Linked DNA regions of Zea mays: regions 2 and 3 are each linked to region 1. A link is a contact called in public Hi-C data. All regions are on one chromosome and are shown on one strand. Each heading gives the region's core, a stretch centred on a gene start, on an enhancer-like site or on the middle of the called end of the contact. The rest is flanking DNA. Distances are from core to core; before and after follow the strand shown.

Region 1 (3,239 bases), core at 180-2,679:
AGTGTAAGCATATTCTAATCTAATCACTACGGCATAAAACAAATAAACATACTAAAAACAGCGGTGGTCTTGACTTGTACTTGCTGCTGGTTAATGGACCAAGGAAAAAAAAAATGGAGGCCCCGTTCATTTAGGGGCCCTGTGTTGGTGCCAAGCGCATGGCAAGGCCCTTGGACAACATCTATCTCGTGCTCTATATTTATCTTAAAGTCACGAATGTTTATACTAAATTAATATTTTAAAACTTTGATCATTGATAAAAAAAAATATTCATAAATATTGACTAGATAAAAGCGAAACTATTATATTTATTATTAAAACATCTACCACAATATATAATTTCTTTAATTTAAAATAATTATTTTTATAGATATTGTTATCAAAGTTTAAAACTTTAATTTAGGACAAATTTTCGTGATCTTAAGATAGAGAACGAATGGAGTATGTGGCTTATTATTGTTCATAATCTCTCAAGCCCGTCGACCACGCTGGTTTTTTAATAGAACCGTCAGACCAATATTTAGGAGCAAAAGACTGCGTGCCTAGGTTTTCTTAACAATGAAGACGCCGAGGGTTCCAGTTTTTATCACATTCCACGCGACACAGAAGAATTAGCCACAGAAGCCATCAGGCCTGGGTGCCGGGTGTCCTAGCGAATTAAAAATGATCACCTTGGCCAACTCTTCAGTGTCGCGTACTGCGATATTGTCTCATACTGCGACATCCGCTTGAGAAAAAGAACGATCCAACCCAACAAAACCTCCAACGTATGGACCAAGTAAAAGATCCAATCAGTAGACCATAGAAAGGATAAATAGAAGCCAATAAAAATCTTTACACTCAAACAACTCTGTAAATTTGAGTTAGCAAATTGAAAACGTATGTAATTATTGGACGTGATGAACATCAATCTCTGACTAGTTAAAATCCGACAAGGGGAGGGCAAAAAAAAAAAAGACAAACTTGAGATAAACTTGTATCAGCTTTCTATGAAACGACCGGCCCATGGTGGATCAACTATCCATCAAGGCGGATCAAAATAGGGCGGGTGGACGAGCGAGGCAGGCGGCTGGAAAGTTAAGTATAGCTTGGGGAAGTTGCGGACGGCGAAGTGTGTAGCCACGTCGGTATGCAACGCTGGGCACACACCTCTCTCTTTCGATCTTATCTGGAATCTTGGCAGCGAGACAGTATAAACCAATCGAAAGCGCATATGGCGTCGACCGGATGGATGTTTGCTGTGTGCTGCCATAAGATTATATGAGGGCTGATGAGGCCAATTCACGAGTCTCGATCGTCCAACAGTGTATGTTCTTCTGAGTCCACAGATCACACATACAATAATTACATACAACATCGGATAGATGAGCACTCCTGTTTGTCTTACTCCATCTTTTGGCGTCTACTGTGCTGATCGACCGCTAAGATCGATCCACTAGATGGACCGGATTAATATATATACGGACAACCTGATTGCGATCGCTAGCACAGGCTGTCGGCTTGACCTCCTGAAATTATTGACGGTTTTAAGGCTTTGGTTCCCAAATTAGTCGAAACTGCTTTCAGATCAATGATTGGAGACAAAGAAGATTTTTAGTTTTCCATTTTGTTCAGAGTTAATCACCCATCGTATGATCTGATTTCGTTAAGTATATTTTCACCAAACAAACATTCATTGCATTATTCTATAATAACAAACACCTTAAAATTGGCAATGTATGTATTATATGGGAGCACACAAGCAATCCACAGCGAAATTCTTGACCTCCTGAAATTATTGACAGTTTTAAGGCTTTGGTTCCTAAATTATTAGTTGAAATCTGCTTTCAGACCAATGATTGGAGAGAAAGGTTTTTAGTTTTTGCATTTCATTCAGAGTTAATAATCACCCACTATATATATATTCTGATTTCTTAAACTATTTTCTCCGAAGAAACATTCATTGCATTCTATCCTATAATAAACACCTTAATAATTTGGCGGTACATGAGAGCCGCACTCAAGCAATTCACAACGAAATGCTGATGATTCCATCATGCATCCTGATTAAATCACTATGATGTATGTAGTGTACTAGTTGAGCATAAGAAACACCGTTGGGATTTGCATTCTTGATCCATGTGGTTATTCATTCACTCTGGAAGTTGAAAGAATAGTAGTCTAATAAAATCCATTGTAGATCGATTGCAATGCACCTGGCTCATTTTAATAAAATCCATGTGGTTATTTATTCATGTAGATTGTCAGATCATGGCCTGCCATTGAACATATATATGGGTGGATTGTCGCCCCTAGCTAGCAGGGGCTTGTTTCTGCTCTATTATTATTCAGTAAAATTGGACACAATCACGTGGCGCTTCGTTCAGTGTGAGATGGAACATGCATGGCCGGATTGTGTCGTCGTCTGTAGATCATCAGAGGGCAAATAAACTACTGCATCTAGGCCGGCTTTGCTGCTGCGGATATTCCTTCCTGTGCCGTACTATCGGCATCGGCTCTAGTCTTTGCTACTGTTAGAAGGATATTCCTTCCTGTGCGGTATCTTTCACCCAACCGCATGTCGATCGGCTAGTTTTGCTACTGTTAGAGCAACTCCAAGAAAGAGTCCTAAACTTGGGCCCTAAATAATGAAATACGACCTCATTGAAAGATAATTAGGACCTAACAAATTAGTTTACTCCAACAGTGACTCCTATAGTCTAGTGTTATCTGTGGATTTTGGCGGGAGATTTTGGCGCCTACCCACCACGCGCGCGACTTCTTTTCCGCGCTGGATGCTACGATTCGGCCGGGACATCAACTGATAAACTATTTGAGAACCCATCTTCGTTGTCCCTGCAGATGCAGCAGGGTCGTAGGGGTCAGGTCGACGAAAGAGCTAATCGTGCAGCATTCATCACCTGGGTTCACAAGAGGCAGGCTGGCTTCATCACGATTGGTATGCTTTTCTCTTGTTTAACGCCTTTTGATGTAGCTCCTCCACACATTCACGTGCTACTCCGTTCCTCTAATTCAACCGATGCTCCGGTTAGTGGATAGATCTTGTAGTTTAGTGAATAGACACGAAGCAGCATTTATAAATACTATTCATTTTTGTTGATACATTGTTCATTGATTTCTTATCCAAGTTCTATCGATAAATTTCAGAAAGATGTCTGCAATTACTAGAGCTTTGATTCATCAGGAAGATGAAGATTTAGATGACGAACTTGACCATTTCATGCTTTTATTGATGAGTG
Region 2 (3,147 bases), core at 548-3,047, 220 kb before region 1:
TTATTCTATGTTTCATGACAAAATAAGGTTACCAGATAATAAACAATATTATTATGAATTTAATGCAACTCGAATGGATAAAAAAAGGAGTTAGAATGAATTACTTATGAATTAAACAAGTTTCTGGAATTATTTTTATACGAAAAATCATTTTCTTTATTAATTTTACCCATTTTATTAACCTTTGGGCCGCGGCCACAATTTTCTAGAAGCTCAGGGGGTCACATGCAAATTTCAAGACCTAGTTGCTATGTTCTTTGAATATGGTGGACGACAGGTTTATTTAAAACAAACCCAAGGGCTCTTATGCAAACTGGGCACGACGAAGGGATATCGCATGCCATGGACGAAGGTATAATTCACCGGACTGTCCGGTGTGCCACCGGACTGTCCGGTGCACCAGCGGAGCAACGGCTATCTGCGCGCAACGGTCGACTCTGACAGTGAACAGTGCAGAACAGTACACGCGGCAGAAGTCAGAGCAGATGGTCAGAGGGGCACCGGACTGTCCGGTGCCACATGAGGACAGAGCCTCCAACGGTCGACCAGCTCCAAGCCCTAACGATAGGATGACGTGGCGGCGCACCGGACACTGTCCGGTGGTGCACCGGACTATCCGGTGCGCCCATCGCCAGCAGCCTTCTCCAACGGCTACAATTTGGTTGGTGGCTATAAATACCACCCCAATTGGCCACTTCAAGAGGAAGGGAGCCCAAGCAACATTCCAAGTCACATAGTTGACATACTCAAGCCCTCCCAACCACCTCTATTCATTGATCCATCCTATACACAAGGTTTAGACCACTACAAACCACACAAGTGCCACAAAAGAGAGAGCAAGCAAAAGAAAGCCTCTTGTGAGAGTTTAGCTCTAGTGCCTTGTGAGATTCATTGAGAGAAAGTGTGTGCTACATCTTGCGTTCATTGTGCGTGGAGTTTTGACTCCCATTGAACTTCCTCCAAAGTTTTGGAGGCTTGTAAAGCTAGCAAGAGACACCTAAGTGTGTGGCGATCCTTGCGGGGTCTTAAGTGATCCTTGAGAAGAAGAAGAGCTCGCTGATCTTGGGGATCGGTTGAGAGAGGGAAAGGGTTGAAAGAGACCCGTCCTTAGTGGACTCCTCAACGGGGACTAGGCCATCGAGGGCCGAACCTCGGTAAAACAAATCACCCGTGTCTCGTGTGTTTATTGCTTGTGATTTGTTTGTTCTCTCTCTTTCTAAGTTCTCTTGCGCTACTCTTTGTTAATATCCTTTTGTGTTGCTTCAAGTTAAAATCACATTTAGAGAAGCAACTCCTTGCAAGAAAGAACTTGTGCTACTCTTCTTATTTAAGCCCTCTTGCATTATTCTCCACCATCTCTAGTAGTATTGTTATTAATTAAATTCCGTACTCTTTGAATACAATACCCATTGCAAGCAAAGGACTTAGTTTTTATACTTCGATAATTTTGTGTCTTGTTCTAACCACTAAGCAAGGGATCTAGTTGGGGTGTAAAGTTATAATTTTCAGGATTCGCCTATCCACCCCCCTATAGGCGACTTTCAACGGTCAAGATTAAAATTTTCATAAACCGAAATGGTACGCTAAACAAGCCGTCAGATCCGAGATCTACGATCGCAATTAAAAATAGCTGAGATTCGATCTCACTTGTGCTATCCCGAATCAACGAGCAGGAATTAACAGACTCCCCGATTAGATCTCATTCGTCCGTCATCGATCAGTAGCTCAGATCACCCCACAAAATGGTATGCACAGGCCTAATCTCAACCGTTCATCCTTTAATCCACGTTTAAGGCACTTCCCCCTTGCCCGCCACGACCAGAGCAGCGGCGTCGCCGCCCCCATACGACAGAGCTTCACCGGTGATTGGTCCGTTGCCGATACGGTGCCCGGTGCTCTAAGCGAAACACATCAAAACAAAGCTAGGCTCAAAGAGAATCTATGGGAGGGGTTGTTACCGGAAATCACGATGTCGTGCTCAACGAATCCTGCTCGCGGCGTCCCCACTTTCTCCCATGGTGATCCATCCCCTCCTGCAATGGTATCGAGATATCCTGTGTTCTTGGTTCTGTTCTGGTGAGCAGGGGGCATGGCGCTCGGATTTCTTTATAGCCCAGGGGTGAGGAGTCTGCATAAGGGGAGGCCGAGGAGCCCGACGGGGTTGGTGCGATTCTGTTTTGGAGGTCTCGGCAGGGGAGAGCAATCTGGCGCGTGGGCCCCACATGGAAGACGCAACAATTTTGTGGCCGGTGGTGTGTCTAGCTGAGGCAGGGGCCCGCCCATCAGTGCCAAAGCACGACAGCCAGGGAGTCAGCGGTAGCGAGCCCACTGGGCCGTGCGGAGGAGAGGGAGCCAAACCGGGCAGCGTGAAGGTGGCCCATGCATAGTGATGCCCTTTTCTCCTTTTTTTCATTTTGTTTCTCAATTTCAACTCAGATTCAAATTCGAATTCTAGATCAAATAGAGATCAAACTTACAGTATATTTAAGTACTCAAACAAAAACCTCAACATGAATGCAAGTTATATTTATAAAGATTATTTTTACTCACCTAATTTAAAATATATTTCAAATGTGAAGTACACACATTATTAAGAAATACTATTTTGAATGTAAATTTAAAGGCTTTTCCACAATTCAACATTTACTACTTATTATTATTTATTTATATTAAATGGATATGTTTTATAAAGGTAGAAAATCATTTATAGAAGTCATTTATCTCAAATCCTTTGGAGAACTTTTTATACCTCACAAAATAGGATTTTGTGTGTCACGACCCGTTTGCTTGGATAGATGACGAATCCTTGGAAGATGATTTAGATTATTTTGTGGCACTAGATTTAGCTGCAGCGGAGTCTCTATTAAGGGTCGCCCCCCTTGAAGCACCGGCGACTTCTACGGGGGTAGCCCCTGGTGAACCGCGAGGGCGAAAAAAGATTGGGCTATCGAAACAAAGTGTCGGGATGGTAGAAGAGTCTTCGCAAGGTATTAGAAGACATCACCGAATGGTCATGGAGAGGTCGCATCTTCGGATTGGACCGCGGTTGGATCAAGGGACCCGTCGTGACTTACTGGCGCCGACGGCCGGGTCATGCTTCGGGGAGGGGGATCTGCGGGCCCTTTTTGATGGTGAAGAGTTGAAGTT
Region 3 (3,365 bases), core at 136-2,635, 240 kb after region 1:
TCATATTTAAAACAGTAACTAGAACTGAGTTCAGTGTTTGATAGCAGTTTTGGGAGCTTGTTTGTCACTAATCCCTAAGGATTTGGGCTGAGAGGTCCATAAATGGATTGAAGACCATCTGTTGATGAATAACTTTCCTTAAGTGAGCTTGACATGACCCCATACAAAAATTGGAGTAAAACTTGCCCAAAAATGTCAGTGTGCACAAACTGAATTTTTGTGCAGATCACTGAAACATAAATTTACAGTTTGGTGCTCTGTTTGGAGCTCTATTGTGCCAAATCTTGGTAGTTTTGGACGAAGAACTTTATAGAAAAATGGAAGACCATATCTAGGAGAACAAACGTATTTAAGAAGTGTTGGGTTGGTGCTACACAAATTTGGGAGAGAAGTTAGTTCCAAGATGGGCTGTCAAGTTGCTTTGACTGAAATTTTGTTCAGTTTCTGAAACCTGAAATTCAGTGGATGGTGCCTAGTTTGGAGCTCTTTTGTGACCGGTTCCTAAGGTTTTGGACTATAGAATGTGTAGAGAAATTGAAGGTCTTATATTAGGAGACAAGTTTCTTATGGTGAGTAGGCCTAGTGCTGTGCAAAAATTTGGAGTAAAAGGTACCCAAAACCCTTTCTGTCAGACATATAAAGTCAATAGATGTTTCAGTTAGCTGAAACCAGAATCCAGTGAATGGGGCTCACTTTGAGCATTTGTAACTTCTGTTCTGCATATTTTTAACCTTCGATTTTTGTATAGATTGTGTTAAGGGCAGTGAGTTGCTATAAGAAGGATGGAGTATTAGGACCCTGAAATGCCTCTGTTAGTCCAGTGGGTCGAAGTTCAGTTGGTTCAGTATTGGGGCATGTGTTTGAAGAACATTCCAGTCACTGTGACGCTTTGTTGTTTCTGTCAAAGGGAGTATGAGGGGTGTTAGCACTTTATGAAAGGATGAGCTTGGACTTCAAATATCTGGGACCAAAGAGTTCAAACCTTATCCCAACTGCTGACTCAGTTATTGCTGTGCTGCTCTATCAAAACACCGCTGTTTTTTTTTTCAGTTTCTCCTCGCTGTAGCTTGCCCTTACGTGGGCGTGGATGCCTGGGCCACGTGCTCAGGTCCATGCAAACTTTAGCCATAACCTGTAGATGTCGAGATAGTAATGGATGTTAGAGCTGCTTCGGTTTATACCTTGCTGTGGTTGCCAAGGCAAAAGGGTGTTTCTCTTTCCCCTCGACTTGTGCTTCTTAGCTAGGTCCGGCTAGAGTTTTACCGTCCCTGTTTCTACGCCGTAGTAGCTTGGTCACGCAGTTCTTTCAGTCTAAACCCACCCCTTGTCGCCGTTGCCTTCCAAATCTAGTGACCACGCCGGCCGTCGCTCTACCCGAGGCCAGGATCCTTGATCGGGAACGGGGAACTTGCCGCCAGACCACGTCGCCGCAGATCGACGTCATAGACAGCCTCATCTCCAGCCGTTCAAACCACGTGTTCGGTGTTCCCCGAGTGATTTCGTGCACGCAACAGGAATTTGGTGAGTCTCTAATGCTCCCCGTGTACTTGGGAGAGGATTTACTGCGGAGATGTCTCGGGATCGGGTTCGCAGTCTAGGATATCGCCGGTAACGTGGCTGGAACTTTGTAAAAGAGTGGAATCCGAGGGACTTAAGTGAATCTGTCGGTGAGTAAGATAACAGTGGAAAGGGCCGATGTGGATTAGTTTGAGCGCGAAGGTCCTTTTTGCAAGATATGTGATGAGGGCGCGGGCTATTCGTTGTGGGCCAACTCTTTCTGTTACTGGGTCGGCTGGGCTAGGTTTTGGCCTAGTACTGTACTCAGTTTTATCGTTTTTTTATTAGCAAACTTGTAAATTGAGCTAAAAATCATAGAAAAATGATAAATTAATGGGACAAATTTTGTTGGACGTCTAATTTCATGACCTCTCTCGTAAAGTTGGTTTTAGGTTTTTTAGATTAATTAGCAAATTCTAAGTGAATTTAAGGTGCTCTTGGGAGGCCTATATTAATTTTATAAATAAGAGGATAACACCAAAAATTTTGAAATTTTTTTGGAGAGACTTGTTATCAGAAGTTAAAACTGTGGGCAAAAATTTGGAACTCGTTGGATGTGATTTGCTTAGTAAACTAATTATTGTCCAAAAAGAAAATGACTTCACCTATGGAATGAGGGCGGCTAATAGTTTAGTGAAGTGATGAAGTTGCTTAAAAAGCTTTAAGCTTTTGGATGAGATCTAAGATAGGTTAGTTCTCTGGTTTGTCTAAGTAATTCAATTTGGTCATTTTTAGCAAGTGTTGGTGATGTAGAACCATGTGTATGCTTGTCTTGTGTTTTAGTTTGTGGTGTTTATGTTCCCCACCTCTCCTTGTGAGAGTTTGCATTCCATATCATTACATAAGCATACATGTATTTGTAATTGACTTGTAGAACACCTAGAAGAAGTGGTATTTGAAGGAGTCTACTCCAGTGGCTGCTAATCAAGTGGAGGAGCTATCTAACTGTGTATTGGATAGAGGGATCGAGAGCCTCTTCACAGCAACAAAGGCAAGCCACGATGCATTTGCCCCTTCCTTGTATTTTTAAAAGACTTTTATACACTTTAAGTCTAGTGAAATGTGCATTAAGTTTATAGGAATTGATTGGAAACTACTTGATGCATTGACTACCTTGATATCCATTCCTTTATAGATACTTCTAGTGAAGTATCAAATATGATTTACAAAAAATGCTTAGCCCTGCTTAAATCTTGTGGATAGAGGTTGTATTTTGCATTAATGCCTAGCTCAGGGGTTATCTTAAGGAAGGATGGCTTCTACCTGCAAGAATATTTTCATTGGGAGCATGGTGGGATCTTACTGCAAAGTTCCCTATAATGCTCTTTTCATCCTTAGAGGAACACAAAAAAATCCTAAGGGTGGAAGTAATTAACTCGAGACTTGGGCTAGGAACAGGTGATGCTCCATCCAGGTTAATTAAGGATTGGATGCGTATGTAGGCCTATATGATCAAGGACTATCTTAGCTGGCCACATGCCCTGGATATGGGACAGGGTAAGCTTGAACCCGGCCATTCCATACGTGAAAAGACAACCGCGCACTGGGCGTGGGAGATGGTGGGAGTAGCGTGTACCCTCCTAGCTAGAGGCTAGACGGAGGAGTACTGTGCTCCCGGGTAGCACAGAACGATTCACGTTGTGGAGGATCTGTGGGAATGGTTGACATATGCAAGGGTTAAGTGCTACATATGTCGTGTGGTTAGAGATCCTCAGCTGAGTAAATCGATTCGGATCGTCGTTATATCCCCGGACAGTGGAGACTTGATCTCTGACCTGCAACCTAGGTCAGGATGTAAACATTATGAA

What was found. Hi-C and Micro-C count contacts between places; a contact is called where the count stands out from the background.
Region 2: a contact with region 1 is called in a Hi-C map of bundle sheath, with 2.7 times the contacts expected there. The contact joins two enhancer-like sites. A contact is called at or near these places in 3 of 25 Hi-C or Micro-C datasets (bundle sheath, ear and leaf).
Region 3: a Hi-C map of bundle sheath shows a contact between it and region 1, with 4 times the contacts expected there. The contact joins two enhancer-like sites. A contact is called at or near these places in 4 of 25 Hi-C or Micro-C datasets (bundle sheath, ear, leaf and 1 more).

The regions. Positions count from the first base shown.
Region 1 is chr10:30,053,496-30,056,734 of Zm-B73-REFERENCE-NAM-5.0, reverse strand. No RefSeq gene overlaps it. Among protein-coding and RNA genes, the nearest start is that of LOC100285636, 21 kb to the left of the region's middle. Within about 2 kb of position 1,429, at least 11 of the 20 cell types and tissues checked have an H3K27ac peak or open chromatin away from gene starts, as enhancers often do. A contact at or near this core is called in bundle sheath and leaf, where this site is marked.
Region 2 is chr10:30,275,116-30,278,262 of Zm-B73-REFERENCE-NAM-5.0, reverse strand. No RefSeq gene overlaps it. Among protein-coding and RNA genes, the nearest start is that of LOC100283010, 93 kb to the left of the region's middle. Within about 2 kb of position 1,797, at least 20 of the 20 cell types and tissues checked have an H3K27ac peak or open chromatin away from gene starts, as enhancers often do. A contact at or near this core is called in bundle sheath and leaf, where this site is marked.
Region 3 is chr10:29,813,776-29,817,140 of Zm-B73-REFERENCE-NAM-5.0, reverse strand. No RefSeq gene overlaps it. Among protein-coding and RNA genes, the nearest start is that of LOC103640988, 51 kb to the right of the region's middle. Within about 2 kb of position 1,385, at least 7 of the 20 cell types and tissues checked have an H3K27ac peak or open chromatin away from gene starts, as enhancers often do. A contact at or near this core is called in bundle sheath and leaf, where this site is marked.